2 separate regions of the Pan troglodytes genome follow, and region 1 is linked to region 2. The links are chromatin contacts, called in public capture Hi-C maps. All regions are on one chromosome and are shown on one strand. Each heading gives the region's core, a stretch centred on a gene start, on an enhancer-like site or on the middle of the called end of the contact. The rest is flanking DNA. Distances are from core to core; before and after follow the strand shown.

What was found. Capture Hi-C pulls out chosen DNA fragments and counts their contacts.
Region 1: a contact with region 2 is called in a capture Hi-C map of stem cell-derived neural stem cells, with 3 times the contacts expected there. The contact joins two enhancer-like sites. A contact is called at or near these places in 1 of 7 Hi-C or Micro-C datasets (stem cell-derived neural progenitor cells) and 1 of 1 other capture datasets (stem cell-derived neural stem cells).

What each region holds. Positions count from the first base shown.
Region 1 is chr4:166,615,581-166,622,427 of NHGRI_mPanTro3-v2.0_pri, reverse strand. All of the region lies in intron 4 of SLIT3 (slit guidance ligand 3), which reads left to right. Among named protein-coding and RNA genes, the nearest start is that of MIR218-2, 180 kb to the right of the region's middle. Within about 2 kb of position 2,732, at least 2 of the 24 cell types and tissues checked have an H3K27ac peak or open chromatin away from gene starts, as enhancers often do. A contact at or near this core is called in stem cell-derived neural stem cells, where this site is marked.
Region 2 is chr4:166,349,588-166,356,486 of NHGRI_mPanTro3-v2.0_pri, reverse strand. The region is part of intron 32 of SLIT3 (slit guidance ligand 3); the gene reads left to right. The region is part of intron 2 of LOC134810128 (a long non-coding RNA gene); the gene reads right to left. Among named protein-coding and RNA genes, the nearest start is that of MIR218-2, 89 kb to the left of the region's middle. Within about 2 kb of position 3,581, at least 2 of the 24 cell types and tissues checked have an H3K27ac peak or open chromatin away from gene starts, as enhancers often do. A contact at or near this core is called in stem cell-derived neural stem cells, where this site is marked.

The sequences.
Region 1 (6,847 bases), core at 1,483-3,982, 270 kb before region 2:
TCTCTGTGGCCCATGCTCAGTGACACTTACTGGAAGGGAAGCTTAGCTTCACCAAATCCAGTCAGGTTTGCCTGGAGATAAGAGCCTCAGAACACCCGCAGGTGAAACTCCGTTCACCCCACAGGTCAGCTTGTTCAGGGGTGAGCTGTCCTGACTGTTAGAGTCCCCAGACACACTCATGAAAAATACAGATGCTCATATGCCCCAGGAAGTTCTGATCCTGGAGAGGTGGGGTGGGCATAGGCATCTGTGTTTTTAACGACCTCTGCAGAAGAGCCTGAAGGGCAGCCAGGTGTGGGAACTGCTAAGCTAGTCCACACTCCTCCCTTCATAGCTCAGGAAGACAGACCCAAAGTTGACTCAGCAGATGACCAGAAAGGACCAAATCCCAGGCCCTGACAATTAGTCCCCACCAATGATTTCCAAACCCACTTTAGCAGAGCCCTGCAGTGCTCACAGATGTCTTTGACACTATCCTGGGTAAGAGAATAACCCGGGGGCAGCCCTAATAACAGAGTTCTGGCCTTCTTCATGGTTAATCAGAATCCATGTATATGCTTTAAATATTAGGGTCACATTAGACTTTGTTCCTAGAGCAAGAGCTGCTGAGACAAACAACTGCTAATGGGGGAAAAAAATACAATTGAAATTCTCAGCCCTGCATCTTGCAGTGAAATCAATCCACCAAAGCTTCCTTTTCTTAAAAATCCCCAGAAAGGGAAAATTCCACAACTTACACCTGCCTCAGAAGGACCTGCAAAGTGTCTCCCGACCTCACAATCATTTCTCTCAGGTGCTGAGAGGGAGTTTCTACCTGCAGCCTCACATCCATCTGCAGCCCCCTCAGGCTCCGGCTCTGTTCTCTGTATGCACCTAAATCACATGACACCTAAACCCTGCCTGTTCCAACGGAGCCTCTTCCTTCGCTGAGTCTCCTCTGAACCCAAAAATCCACAGCCCCCGTTTGCTGTGTCAATGCCCTTCTGTTGCCATGACTATTAATAGTGGGCAAGCACCCACTGTGTGCCAGGCAGTGCATCAGGCCCCGGACAAGGCAGGGGTGTTGCTGGGGTGGCGCGTCAGGTCCGGCAGAGAAGGGAAAGTGTGGCACACAGTCATTCACTGCCCTTCCTGTGGGTGGCAGTTTTCAGGATAATAATAAAAACAACCTGGCCAGGCATGGTGGCTCACGCCTGTAATCCCAGCACTTTGGGAGGCTGAGGTGGGTGGATCGCTTGAGGTCAGGAGTTCGAGACCAGCCTGGCCAACATGGCGAGACCCCCATCTCTACTAAAAATACAAAAATTAGCCGGGTGTGGTGGTGCATGCCTGTCATCCCAGCTTCTCAGGAGGCTGAGGCAGGAGAATTTTGAACCCAGGAGACAGAGGTTGCAGTGAGCCAAGATCGAGATTGTACCACTGCACTCCAGCCTGAGCGACATAGCAAGACTCCATCTCAAAAAAGAAAAAAACAAAACAACAACAACAAAAAAACTACCTTTCAGGCTCTCCTTCCCCATTATTGCCCAGCCCCAGCCCTTGGGTCTGCATCCAGCCTCAGGCCCTGCATGTGGGGCACATTCTTCCAGGAGGATTCCACCAAGCCAGCTCAGTGTATGAAGAACCAGGCCCCCACTTTTCACACTGGCAGCCCTGGTGCCTCTGTCAGCCAGGACCCAGGTGGCCCTGCCCCTGACCTGGGCACAGCTGTGGGGCAGAAATCCTCAAGGCCCACCACCCCAGCCTGTTTTTTTTCTTCCTATGCCTCCTTTTTGGGCCACAGTCCCATGCAACATCTCTGCACTGCCACCTCCTGGCCAAAGAGAGCAGTGAGCAGGGGCCTGTGGGAGTGGAGTCCAGGCACCAGGGCGGTGGACGGCGGCTCTCCCTGCAGCTCCTGAGGGACCCAGGGAACATCCCAGAGTGCAGTCTGCAGAGATGACACCCACAGGCCAGGGAAAGGTGATGGGCAGCATCAGCCCAAATGTTCCCCCAGAAAAGTCCCCAGCAGAGGCAAGCATCTGTTTTTTCTCTCGTTGCATTTCTCTTTCAGCCTTTTAGTTTATATTGCCCTTGGTTTCTGTTTAAATGTTTAAATACTTGCATATTTGTGTGTGTGTGTGTAGGATCTAATTCCTTATGTGCAGTGTATGTTTCTTACTTCCATAGACAATACTGACTCTCTCATGCAGATCAAAACAAAGGGCACACCACAATATATAGAAACTAGAAAATGCTAGTGTGAGACATAATAGTAATAATAACAATACACCCCCATACATTCACCATTTAATTGCGAAATCTCTTCTCTTTGAAAAAAAGACTGAGCTAATTTTTAGTTCCAGAAACCTGTTCTCTATCATCAGATGGAGCTGATAAAAGGCTTTGCAAATGGAGAGGTGTTCGAAGGGGAGGGGAGCAGCTATGTGTTCCAGTAGGTCAAGTTGAAGACACCCTTTCTAAACCCTGGAGTAACTGAGCAAAGAGTAGGGAAGGGGTGAGAATGAGGGATGAAGGCTGGGCTAGGGGGTGAGCGTGTGTCCGGTGTCGAAAGACCCCAGGCAGGCCACAGAGGGGATTGTGGACCTACAAGCCCCCAGATGCCTGTCCTCTGATGATTCAGGGCCTGTGCTTGCAAATCAGCCCAGAAACCTGCAGAAGATGCTGGAGCCAGGTGGTCCCTGCCATCACCAAGCCTCTCCCCTGGATGTCACTGTTGTGCTGTGTGAACAAGGCTGGGGAACACTATGGGACCATGAGAATCCCTCCCTAACAGCCGCTGCCCCTTGGGGCTGGGGGAGGCACAGTAGGAAAAGGCAGGGCCCAGGCTATCTGCAGGCATTTGGGAGGTTGGGGCCCAATGTCTCCAGCCCAATGCTGCTGCCCCATGGTAGCATCTGTGGGTGATACTAAGGCTCTCTGGTCCTGTAGGTCCTGCAGCAGGACTGATTCTCTATTACAAAGAGGCTGGGGAGGCTGAGAGGACTGGGGTCAACTGAGTCCCCTCCCTTGGTCTCTCAGGCCCTTGGATAGGTTCTCAAATCAGCAGCCATAAGAAAGAGCTAAAGGGTCAACGTGTATAGTGATTGCAAGCACAGACACAAGTCCCAATCCCAGCCTCATTGAAAACCAGCCAGGTAAACTCAGGGAAATTGTTTCATCTCAGAGCCTCACTGCTACCACCTACATTTGATGTGACTCCCCCCTAGCATTGTCGTAAGAATTAAATAAGAATACAGCACATAAAACTTAGTACATAGAGTGCGGCTATTATTGTAACAAGGAATTTAGAAACAGTACGCGAGAAACTTTCCAAGTTCATAGCCTGGGAGGAAAATCTTGTTTCTAATCCGATCATGACATTAAGCACAAGCCCAAAGATTAGAACAAATCAAGAGACATTTGGCCCAGGCCTAGTGGAACCACTGCCCTCTTTTCTTTGTACGTGGTTTTGGGTTTCCCTAAGACGCTGGCTGCCTCTTCACAGAGCCACATATGCATGTGTTTTGTTGCACGTGTTGGGAGGAGGAAACACCCGAGTTTAGCCCTAAAGCAGTCGGGATTGTTTTCTCTCTCTCAGTGTTGATATATTTGGAATAACTGAAAGCAGACTTAGAACATATTAAAAGTATAGCATGTGGAGAGGGTTCCAGGCGGAGACACAGAACCTCTGTGGAGAGGCCAGGCCAGAATGTGTGGTCATCTCTCTTGCCTAAGACTGGATACTGGGCCGGGCGTGGTGGCTCATGCCTGTAATCCCGGCACTTTGGGAGGCTGAGGTAGGCAGATCATAAGGTCAGGAGTTCAAGACAAGCCTGGCCAACATGGTGAAACTCTGTCTCTACTAAAAATACAAAAATTAGCCAGGCATGGTGGCACATGCCTGTAGTCCCAGCTACTTGGGAAGCTGAGGCAGGAGAATCACTTGAACCTGGGAGGTGGAGGTTGCAGTGAGCATTGCGCCACTGCACATCAGCTTGGGTAACAGAGTGAGACCTTGTCTCAAAAAAAAAAAAAAAATGTGGATACCAATCACGAAGCTTTTGATCTTCCTTTGGTTTTCTTTTCTGGAATGCAGTTTTGCATGGTCAGTCATTAAAGCAACTCCCTGATATGTTATCAGTGTGATGTGACTTTGTGGGGCATGAGCTGGCAGGGTCCCATTCCCTTTCCAGAAGTTGAGTGTCAGTGTTGCCAATCTTCTGAGCTGAACAGGTACCACCCTGGGGCCTCTCCTTCCCTCCTTCCTCTTCCTTTCCTCGGGTGTCACAGGTCAGTCCCAGTTGGGGTCCTGATACTCATCTCTATTTCATCAGCAACCTGTGGACAACTGGAGGTACAGACCCTTCACGGGGTTGGCATGGGTTTATTGAATGGAGCCACTGTTCTTACCTCAGAGTAAGTTAGGGATACAACTGAGAGGCCCATTTGATATTAAAGAGCCATCAAGTCACCATACAAAGTAGCTTAGGGGATGGCAACCCCACACTTGCTCATGACTGTCACCCATAGACAATGGACAAACTGGGAGGTGGAAGGTACCCTTTTAGTTTTGTTATACAGTTGAATTTTCTGTTTTTAGGGGACAGTTTTGGCATCTTAACTTCATATTCACTGACTCAACCCATACTTCCTCTTTCAGGTCATTTTTTGGGCCTACTACCCCAAAAGAGGTGTTATGTCTTTGCTGTAGGATAACAGGGACAGCAGAGGCAAGTATGGCATGCTTCGGTGGGGGAAAGGTAAATTGAAAAATGAGAAGGGAAGCAGTGCCCAAGCAGCTGCAAAATTGTTCAAAACCATTTTCTCAACTGGGTTAATTGTTCTTCCCCATGGTGCAGAGATACCTACGCCTTCAGAAGTCTGCATTTCTTTATTGCAAGGAGCAGCAGCCTATTAAGAGAGACAGATTGTCTACCAGGAGTGGCTGAGTCTCCACCTCTCTTCCCTTTCTCTCTCTCACTTCTCTCCTGCTAACACCCTGTCCCACAAGACAGAGCTATCTGACTCTCCCCGCCCCATTGATATTAGCTTTATCACTGGGAAGGATTGTCAGCGATAGGAGGGGTGGGCAGACTCAAACCAGCTCTGCTTGAAGAGTAAGAATAATTACAAAATCTCGGGCCGTTATCCAATTACTTTGACATGTGGCCCTTCTAGGGAGTTCTAACTGGATTAAGTTCATTATAAAAAGATTAGTCCTAGGATGGGGACTGTGCATAACAAAGTGAACCTTCAGAATGTGTGCTGCTGGGCCACCAAGGACTGTGGGGGTAAAACTGAGTGAATGGCTTTGTTTATTGAATTACTGCTTAGGGATTCGCCAAGGAGTTTTGTTCAGATAGAGTTTGTGACTTAAAGCAACTGTCAGCAGTTTCCTGTTTGTTTTCCTTTTTTCAACACTATTCTTCAATGCCATTGTAGTTACTGTCAAAGCACTAATTCAAGGTGTTTGTCCCTAATGTTCTGTGTGAGCATGGAGGTGAGATTATTGATCAAAATGGATCTGAGACACAGGGAGCTCATATATTATTCATAAACTGTGTATATGTGCACATATAGAGAGAGTGTGCGTTCACTCATATAATACCTTGCATTTGCATAATGCTTCCTAGCTTTACAAAGCACTTTCATATTTCTCATTTGACCTACACAGCAATGCTTTGGGATAAATAGGCATTATTATACTGATTTTACAGATAATGAAACTGAGACTTAGAGAAGCTAATCTAGAGTCACCCAGCTAGATTGTCCCAGAACTGAGATTACTACTCAGATTTGCTGTTCTTAGCCTAGCATGAATTCAGTTTACACATACATTTTAAACACAAAGTACGTTCAGTTCATGGCAGTTGACTATTTGGATTCACCAGCTGGTTGAGATCAGTTTTCTTTCTCTATTCCCTATGAGAATTGTATCAGATATCAGTTTTGAACAACTACTTTAGTTGCTAAGTACTTTTTTCTCTTTCTTCTTGAGCTCGGGAAAATTTACCTGCAGACAACACCATGGAGCTGTTCTTTGGAAGTTATCCCAAACCCTTCTTCTGGTGTATTCACTACAGTTGGTCCTGCTTTAGGAAAACTGATCATCATTTCATCTTCCTAGAATAAGTGCCCCAGCTCCTTTTAGGATCCTGGGACATGGATATTGGTGTCAGTGGAAAGATGTAAATTACCAATCAATCTTTTATATTAATAATTTATCTTAGCACCTTACTTTCTTGGACCTCAAACTCCCCCTAGGTGAACTGGTAAGAATTAAAACTCTAAACTGATAAATCTGAGCTCTAAATGTTTGTTAGGATCAGCAGTGCCTCAGCTTCCTCCTCCTAGCCCACTGCAGGCATTGTTAATGGATCATCACACACTTTTCTACTTAGCCTAGGCTTGGACTTCCACAAATCTCAAAACAAATCGCCAAGCAGCCATCAGCAGTCAGAAATTGGCTAGTAAGATGGTCTCTATTTATCATTCTGATCCTAGGCTCTGGTCACCCCCCACAAACTCCGGAGGCCCTGAAAGGCAAAACCAGACCAGCCAATGTCTAATGCCATCTTTATGGCCCATTTGGTGATCAGCAATTCAAGATACCAGGAAAGGCCAAGGGGAATGTGGAATGAATAAGTACATATATTCGTAGGATAGTTACAGTAAAGTTTAGGGCAGAAGCCAATTTGCTAAAACAGAGAGGTTTCTGTGTAAGCAGAAATCTAGAATGCTGTAGACTAATGATTCTGTCTACCCCTCTTCCCCAGAAAGAAATGTGCATAGATACATTTTGTACAAATTTTTACTTCTTAAAGAATATCTAGCTTATAGAACAAGGTTAAAGACAATATCTACT
Region 2 (6,899 bases), core at 2,332-4,831:
TTTTTGAGATGGAGTTTTGTTCTCTTGCCCAGGCTGGAGTGCAATGGAGCAATCTCGGCTCACTGCAACCTCTGTCTCCCAGATTCAAGCAATTCTCCTGCCTCAGCCTCCCTAGTAACTAGGATTAATTACAGGTTCATGCCACCATGCCTGGCTAATTTTTGTATTTTTAGTAGAGATGGGATTTCACCATGTTGGCCAGGCTGCTCTCGAACTCCTGACCTCAGGTGATCCACCCGCCTCAGCCTCCCAAAGTGCTGGGATTACAGGTGTGAGCCACAGCACCCAGCCAACCGCTCACTTTTTGCATATAGCTGCTCCTTAAGGAATGAACATCTGGGGAATCACAGATATGCTAGTTGGATATGTTAGATTTTTTTCAGCTTCTCAGTAAAGTAAATGCTAAATATTAAAATAAAAATTTAGTTATAAATATTTTTATAATAGTAATAAAATGACTACTAAAAGTTAAAAATGTCTGTGTTACACCTAAAATCATGTCAAACTACCAGTAGAAGGAGAGCCAAACCTTAGGGAAGCCACAGTACAAAAGAGAGGCCACACTGTCCCCTCAGAGGCAAGAGCACATTTCATAGGGATTGGTGAAGAGCTGCAACTTTCAGACTTTTTTCCCCCTGCTAACTAAATCTTTTCTTCCATTAAAATCTTATATTAAACTTAAGAATTGTAAATACTTAGAAGCAAAACCGCCCTGCAGTGTTGAAGCAAAGATCCCCCCTCCACACACACTGTTGTCAAGGCCCCTGATAAATCATCCAACAAACCCAATTTGAAAGCCATTGGTTAAAACCAGTGGTTCTCAAAGTGTGGTCCCCAAGGCAGCAGCACCAGCATCACCTACAGACATGATAGAAATACACATTTTCAGACTCTACCCCAGAACTACTGAATCCAAAACCCTAGGGGTTGGCCCCAACACACCTGTGCTTCAGAGATCCTTCCAGGTAATTCTAATGCACAAGTCTAGGAAACACCAGTTTCCACAGGAAAACTTCCTGCAGAAAGAGCAGTCTGAGTTGGGCCTTGAAGAAAGGGAAGAACTTGTGAGTGCAGAGAGAACAGGTGGGCAAGCCATGCTGGGAGGTCAGCAAAGACAGACGAGGAGCAAAGAAAAGGGTGTTGACCAGAGCAAGAGGCTCCCATTGGAAGGTGGATAAAGACCAGGCAGGTTAGGACAGTTGGGCACAGTGGACACCAGAAGAAAGAGCTCACCCTGGTGGTCTCCCTAGAGCCTGGGCCGCCTAACATCTGTGTCCCTGGAGCCACAGGTCCTGGCCAAGTGGAGAGGACAGAGAGCCAAGGAGGCAGGGCCAGGGCAGCCTGTGAAGCATTTACTATCACATAAATCCAGATGTGAACAAGTGATTCAGCCTCTTTGTGCCTCAGTTTTTCCCCCTCCCCTTCCCATGTAATGTGAGCAATAGCAGGATGTACCTCTTAGGGCAGTCACTGAGGGTTGAAATAACACTGGAGGAAGTGCTTGGCAAATTAAGCCTTTACACAGACATGTCAAGGACAGAAGGTGAAAGCCAGGCTTCCAGAAGCAGCTGAGCCCTGCCCTGAGCTGGGGGCCTTCCCAAACAGAGCCCAGCCTTTGCCCTCTGCTGACGTTAGCTGTCAGGGCTGGTGATTTGGTAGAGGGCTGGTGTGGGTGGTAGGAGTGTCGCAGCACTGTGCTGAGTTATGAAATGGAAAGTCAGAGAATTGCTGTCCAGAAGCTGCTGTCAGGGAGCCGTGAGTTTGAGCAGGTAGGTGGCCCTGGAGAGACACCAGGCTCTGTCTTAGCCATGGGGAAACCAAGCTAAGGATGCCCTGGCACTCCTGGCCTAGATTTTCATGCTGAGCCTGTAACAGATCTTTAGTACCCTTCATTCAGTTTCCAATCCTCAGGGGCCCAAGGCTCTAGCAATTCCAGATTAAAATGATTTTGCTTCCAAACACTTTTCCCTGAGGCAACCCTGTTTCTGTTGCCATTAGTACACTCTCACTCATTCCACATCTACCAGGCCCCATGTTTGGGCCAGACCCTGGGCTAGGTGCAGGGGCCACAGAGCTAAACAAACACAGTCCAGGGAGGAAGACACACATATCAACAAGTAGTGGTTCCACAGCAGAATCAAATCATTCTCACTGGAGACACTGGTGTCATGCTACAGGAACACCAGTGATGAAGCAAAGTTTTTTTGTTTTTTGGGTTTTCTTGGAGACAGTGTCTCACTGTGTCACCCAGGTTGGAGTGCTGTGGCATGATCACAGCTCCCTGCAACCTCCACCTCCCAGCCTCAAGTGATCCTCCTACCTCAGCCTCCTGAGTAGCTGGGACTGCAGGTGTGCATCACAAAGTCTAATTTTTGTTTTTTTCTGGAAGAGACAGGGTTTCGTCATGTTGCTCAGGCTGGTCTTGAACTCCTGGGCTGAAGCAGTCTGCCCACCTTGGCCTCGCAAAGTGCTGGGATTACAGGTGTGAGCCACTGTGCCCACCAGGAGCAAATATTTTTGCTTGGAGGACCTTGGAGGAGGAGGTGGTGTTTGAGCTGAGACATGACCTGTGCCTCAGAATCATTTTCTCAGGCTGAGCAGCGAGGAAGCCCTGGGGAGGAGGAGGCCCCATCAGCCTGCATGGAAGCCATGTGGGAGGGCTGGGGTTAATGGAGGGCACAGGCTGAGCTGACCAGCAGCTGAGGGGGCCAGGAGGCCAGTCCAACCACAAAAAATGAGATCTCCTCCTCAGCATCAGTACAATAACCTCTAGCCACCCAGGAAGGCCACCTTGGCCTCAGGGCCAGAGTCAGGGAGCCCAACCAAAGCTATTCTAACTGGGGGAGTTGGCAGCCACCAGCTTTTGGCTCACTAAGCCCCACTGACCAGCTTCAGAGTGAGGATGTCAGCCTGGGTTCCCAGCAGGGACCTGCAGGCTAGATTCCATGGTCTCCATTCTGTCCATGACTGATGTTGTTCATCTGCACAGCCATAATCACAAATGGTGATGAGGGCACATGAAGATTCTATTCCAGGCCCCAGGGCAAATACACAGAAAAGCCCACCTGAGCCCCTCCTTGCCCCAGAATGGGGACAGACTTCACTGTTCCTTGGCACTGAGACTTGTGAGAAGGCCAGACTCACATGCCAGCAAGGCCAAATGGCCACATAGGTAACAGACATGGGGAAAATGGGCTGGAGTCCCCATAGGGAGTGGTGGGGGCTACAGTAGCCTAAAGGGTGGAGCCCCATCCAAAGGAGTGGCTGACCTCAGCTCCAGCAGACACTGCCATGTGGGAATACAGATTATCAAGAGAAGCGGGACCACCGGGGTTTCTATGTGAGATATCTAAGTTTTTGAGTGTTGGCCATTTTAAAACACCGCGTGGGTGTGCTCTTTGAATGCAATGCAGTGCATGCTCTCTGAGTCTTGATTTCTACAATCCTATCCACTGCCAAGGTCTTTGTCTCATTGGATCCTCACTCCTGTTTTAGGGATGAGAAGCCTCATGTTAGAAGCCCAGTAAGTGGCAGAGCTAGGATTTAAATCCGGATCAGGTTTCCACCCAAACCAGCTCTCCCACCGTGCTGGCTCCGGGACATGAAAGACAGAGCCGAGAGAGTGTGGGCTGTGCTACAGGAGTAGGGGGTTGCTGCAGTGGAGCCTGAGGTCTCCGCTTGCTGCCTACCCTAAATCCCAGGAACTTTTTGTTACTGTGAGGCTCTATCGCCACCTAGTGGTCACGACTCAGCATTCAGGTTAGAGCAACCAGCACCTAGAGGAATAACAAACCCTTCCTCCCTCAAGTCCCTTAAGACTTCAGGCTGAACACCTGAAGTCTCTGAGCCTTAAGTCTTTTATTTGAAAAATGGAGGAAAAAGTGTGCCTCATTCCTGGGGGTTGTTAGGATTAAATAAGAGAATGCAAGTTAACTGCTTAGCATAGGGTAGCACAATGCCTGGCCTCTACTAAGGGATTAACACGTATCCACCATTATTATTAAAAGCAAAAGAAAGCCAGGCATGGTGGCTCACGCCTGTAACTCCAGCATTCTTGGAAGCCAAGGCAGGAGGATCGCCTGAGCCCAGGAGTTTGAGAGTATCCTGGGCAACATATTCAGACTCCATCTATGCAAAAAATAAAAAATTACCCAAGCATAGTAGTGCACATGTATGGTCCTAGCTACTTGAGAGGCTGAGGCAGGAGGATCACTTGAACCCTGGAGGTCAAGGCTGCAGTGAGCTGTGATTGCACCACTGCACTGCAGCCTGGGTGAGAGAGCAAGACCCGATCTCAAAAAAAATAAATAAAAGCAAAGGCAAAAAGGCCATGGGCCACTCTGGCCAATGCCCGTGGTTATGCCAGTTCCAGGCAGGATGCGTCCAGCCCCACCCTGACAACTCCAGAGCTCTCCACCTCCCACTTGGCACCAGTTCAGTCTGGCCCAGTAGATAATGAGGAAGACCCTCAGAGCCCCCTTCTCTCCCCTGAAATCCTTAAATATGTCTCCAGGAGACTAATCACTGGGGCTTGGGACCACTATATCATCATTTCTTTTAGTGTGAACCTTAGGTTGTTACTATTTTTTCCTTTTTTTTCTCTACTTTTGTCATAGTAGAGCCATTTTCCCATTATTTTGTTTCAAAAGCTAAGATTTAATAATGATTTTTGTTTGTTTTTTTGAGACAGAGTCTCACTCTGTCACCCGGGCTAGAGTGCAGTAGCGCGATCTTGGGTCACTGCAACCTCCACCTCCTGGGTTCAGGTGATTCTCCTGCCTCAGCCTCCCGAGTAGCTGGGACTACAGGCACCCGCCACCACGCCTGGCTAATTTTTTGTATTTTTAGTAGAGATGGGGGTTTCACTATGTTGGCCAGGCTGGTCTCGAACTCCTGACCTTGTGATCTGCCCGCCTTGGCCTCCCAAATCCCCAACAGGGATTTGTCAGGGAGAATTCAAGGATGTAATCCCAAAGTGCTAGGATTACAGGTGTGAGCCACCGTGCCCGGCCATGATTTTATTTTTTTATTTTTTAAGGCAAGTAGAAATGGAGGCATCCTGACTTAGGGATGCTGGTAAAAAGCCAGAGCCTTTAGCACTGCCTACCCTGAACCTCCAGGGATCCACAGTTTGAAAAACACTGGCTTCAGCCATTATATCCAGGAGATCTGGTTAAAAGTTGCCAGGAAGAGGCGACCTGTTAACCCATGAGCACCTACCGGCATAGATAACATTATGGGAGGTTTGGATTTGGAAGCAATCCTGACTTTGAACCTGAGTTCCAGCACTTCTTAGCAGTGTGGCCCCTATCAGGTTACTTAGCTTCCTTCCCTAAAATGGGACTCACAAGAGTCCCCTCCTCAGAAATGGGAATGAGCCAGTGGGAGTATACAGAGCCCTGAGTGGCTCAAAGCCCTGGGTGGCTGTAAGTTTGCCAAATCCATAGGCAGGTTCTTCCAGGGCCCACTAACCTACTCCCCCACTCCAGTTGCTGCCACACCCAGCTCCAGCAAGCCCAGAGTAAGGTCAAGGAGTCATCATTTCCACCTTTCACTGAGCACTTGCTAGGTGTCACAGGCCACGTATTGCCCATTAAAACCAGCGTAGGGCCAGGCACGCTGGCTCACGCCTATAATCCCAACACTTTGGGAGGTCAAGGGAGGAGGATCACTTGAGGTCAGGAGTTCAAGAACAGCCTGGCCAACATGGCAAAACCCCGTCTCTACTAAAAATACAAAAATTAGCCGGGGATGGTGGTGGGTGCCTGTAATCCCAGCTACTTGGGAAGCTGAGGCAGGAGAATTGCTTGAACCAGGGAGGTGGAGGTTGCAGTGAGCTGAGATCACGCCAATGTACTCCAGCCTAGGCAACAGAGTGAGACTCCATCTCAAAAAACAAAAACAAAACAAAAAACAGTGTAGGCCGGGTGCAGTGACCTGTAACCCCAGCCCTTTGGGAGGCCAAGGTGGGAGGATGGCTTGAGCCCAGGAGTTCAAGGCTGCAGTGAGCGATGATTGCACCACTACATTCCATCCTGGGCAACAGAGCAAGACCCCTGTCTCTTACTAAAAACAACCAAAAAACCAATGTTGTAAAATGAGTATAAAACTCATTGAATAGAAGCAGAAACAGGGGCTTACAGAAGTGATATGACTTGCCCAGGGTCCCTCAGCTGGCAGGCCCAGTGTGATCCCAGATCTCTCTCCACAAAGTATGACCTGGCTGAAGGCTATACCTCGAGCCTACCTAGGATTCTCCCATGTGGGCATCAGATGAGGCCCTCCAGGAAGCCCAGCACTGGGGCACTGCAGAACCCAGCACTTTGTCTAGGGCAAGAGCCAGTGACCACACAGCCCTCTCTGATCTGTGGCTTCTGCCAGACCACTGTCTCCAGGCTGGGTACCCCTGCAGGCTATTCACCAGCACCTGGGATGGCAAGAAGGGAAGAAGGAGTTGGGCCTGGAGCCAGCTGCCAGGCAGGAGTAGGTGGTATGTGTTCGCTGTGTCTGTGTGTGTGTGTCTATAATGGGAAAACAGCTGCCCTGACTCCCTGAATCATAATGTTGGAAGCGAGTGCCTGAGCTGCAGTCTCCTGACAACTCCCTTTCTGACAGGTGGCTGCCCAGCATCTGTTGACACACCTCCAGGGTGGTGAGCTCATTTGCATCCAAACAGCATCCATTTCTAGGACGCTGTGGGATATACCTGCATATTTTTGCACGTGTGGTTAGAAAACTGTGTGAGGGCTCAAGGTCACAAGTTTATGGTCTCTGCACGGGGCCCTCCCTCCCCTTCCTGCTTTTACCAACCCATCTGTAGGATCAGAGTCCTCTGCCTTGCCCTCAGCTTGCAACTTGGAGCAGCTGGAGGCTTCTGAAATAGAAATAGCTCTACCTTC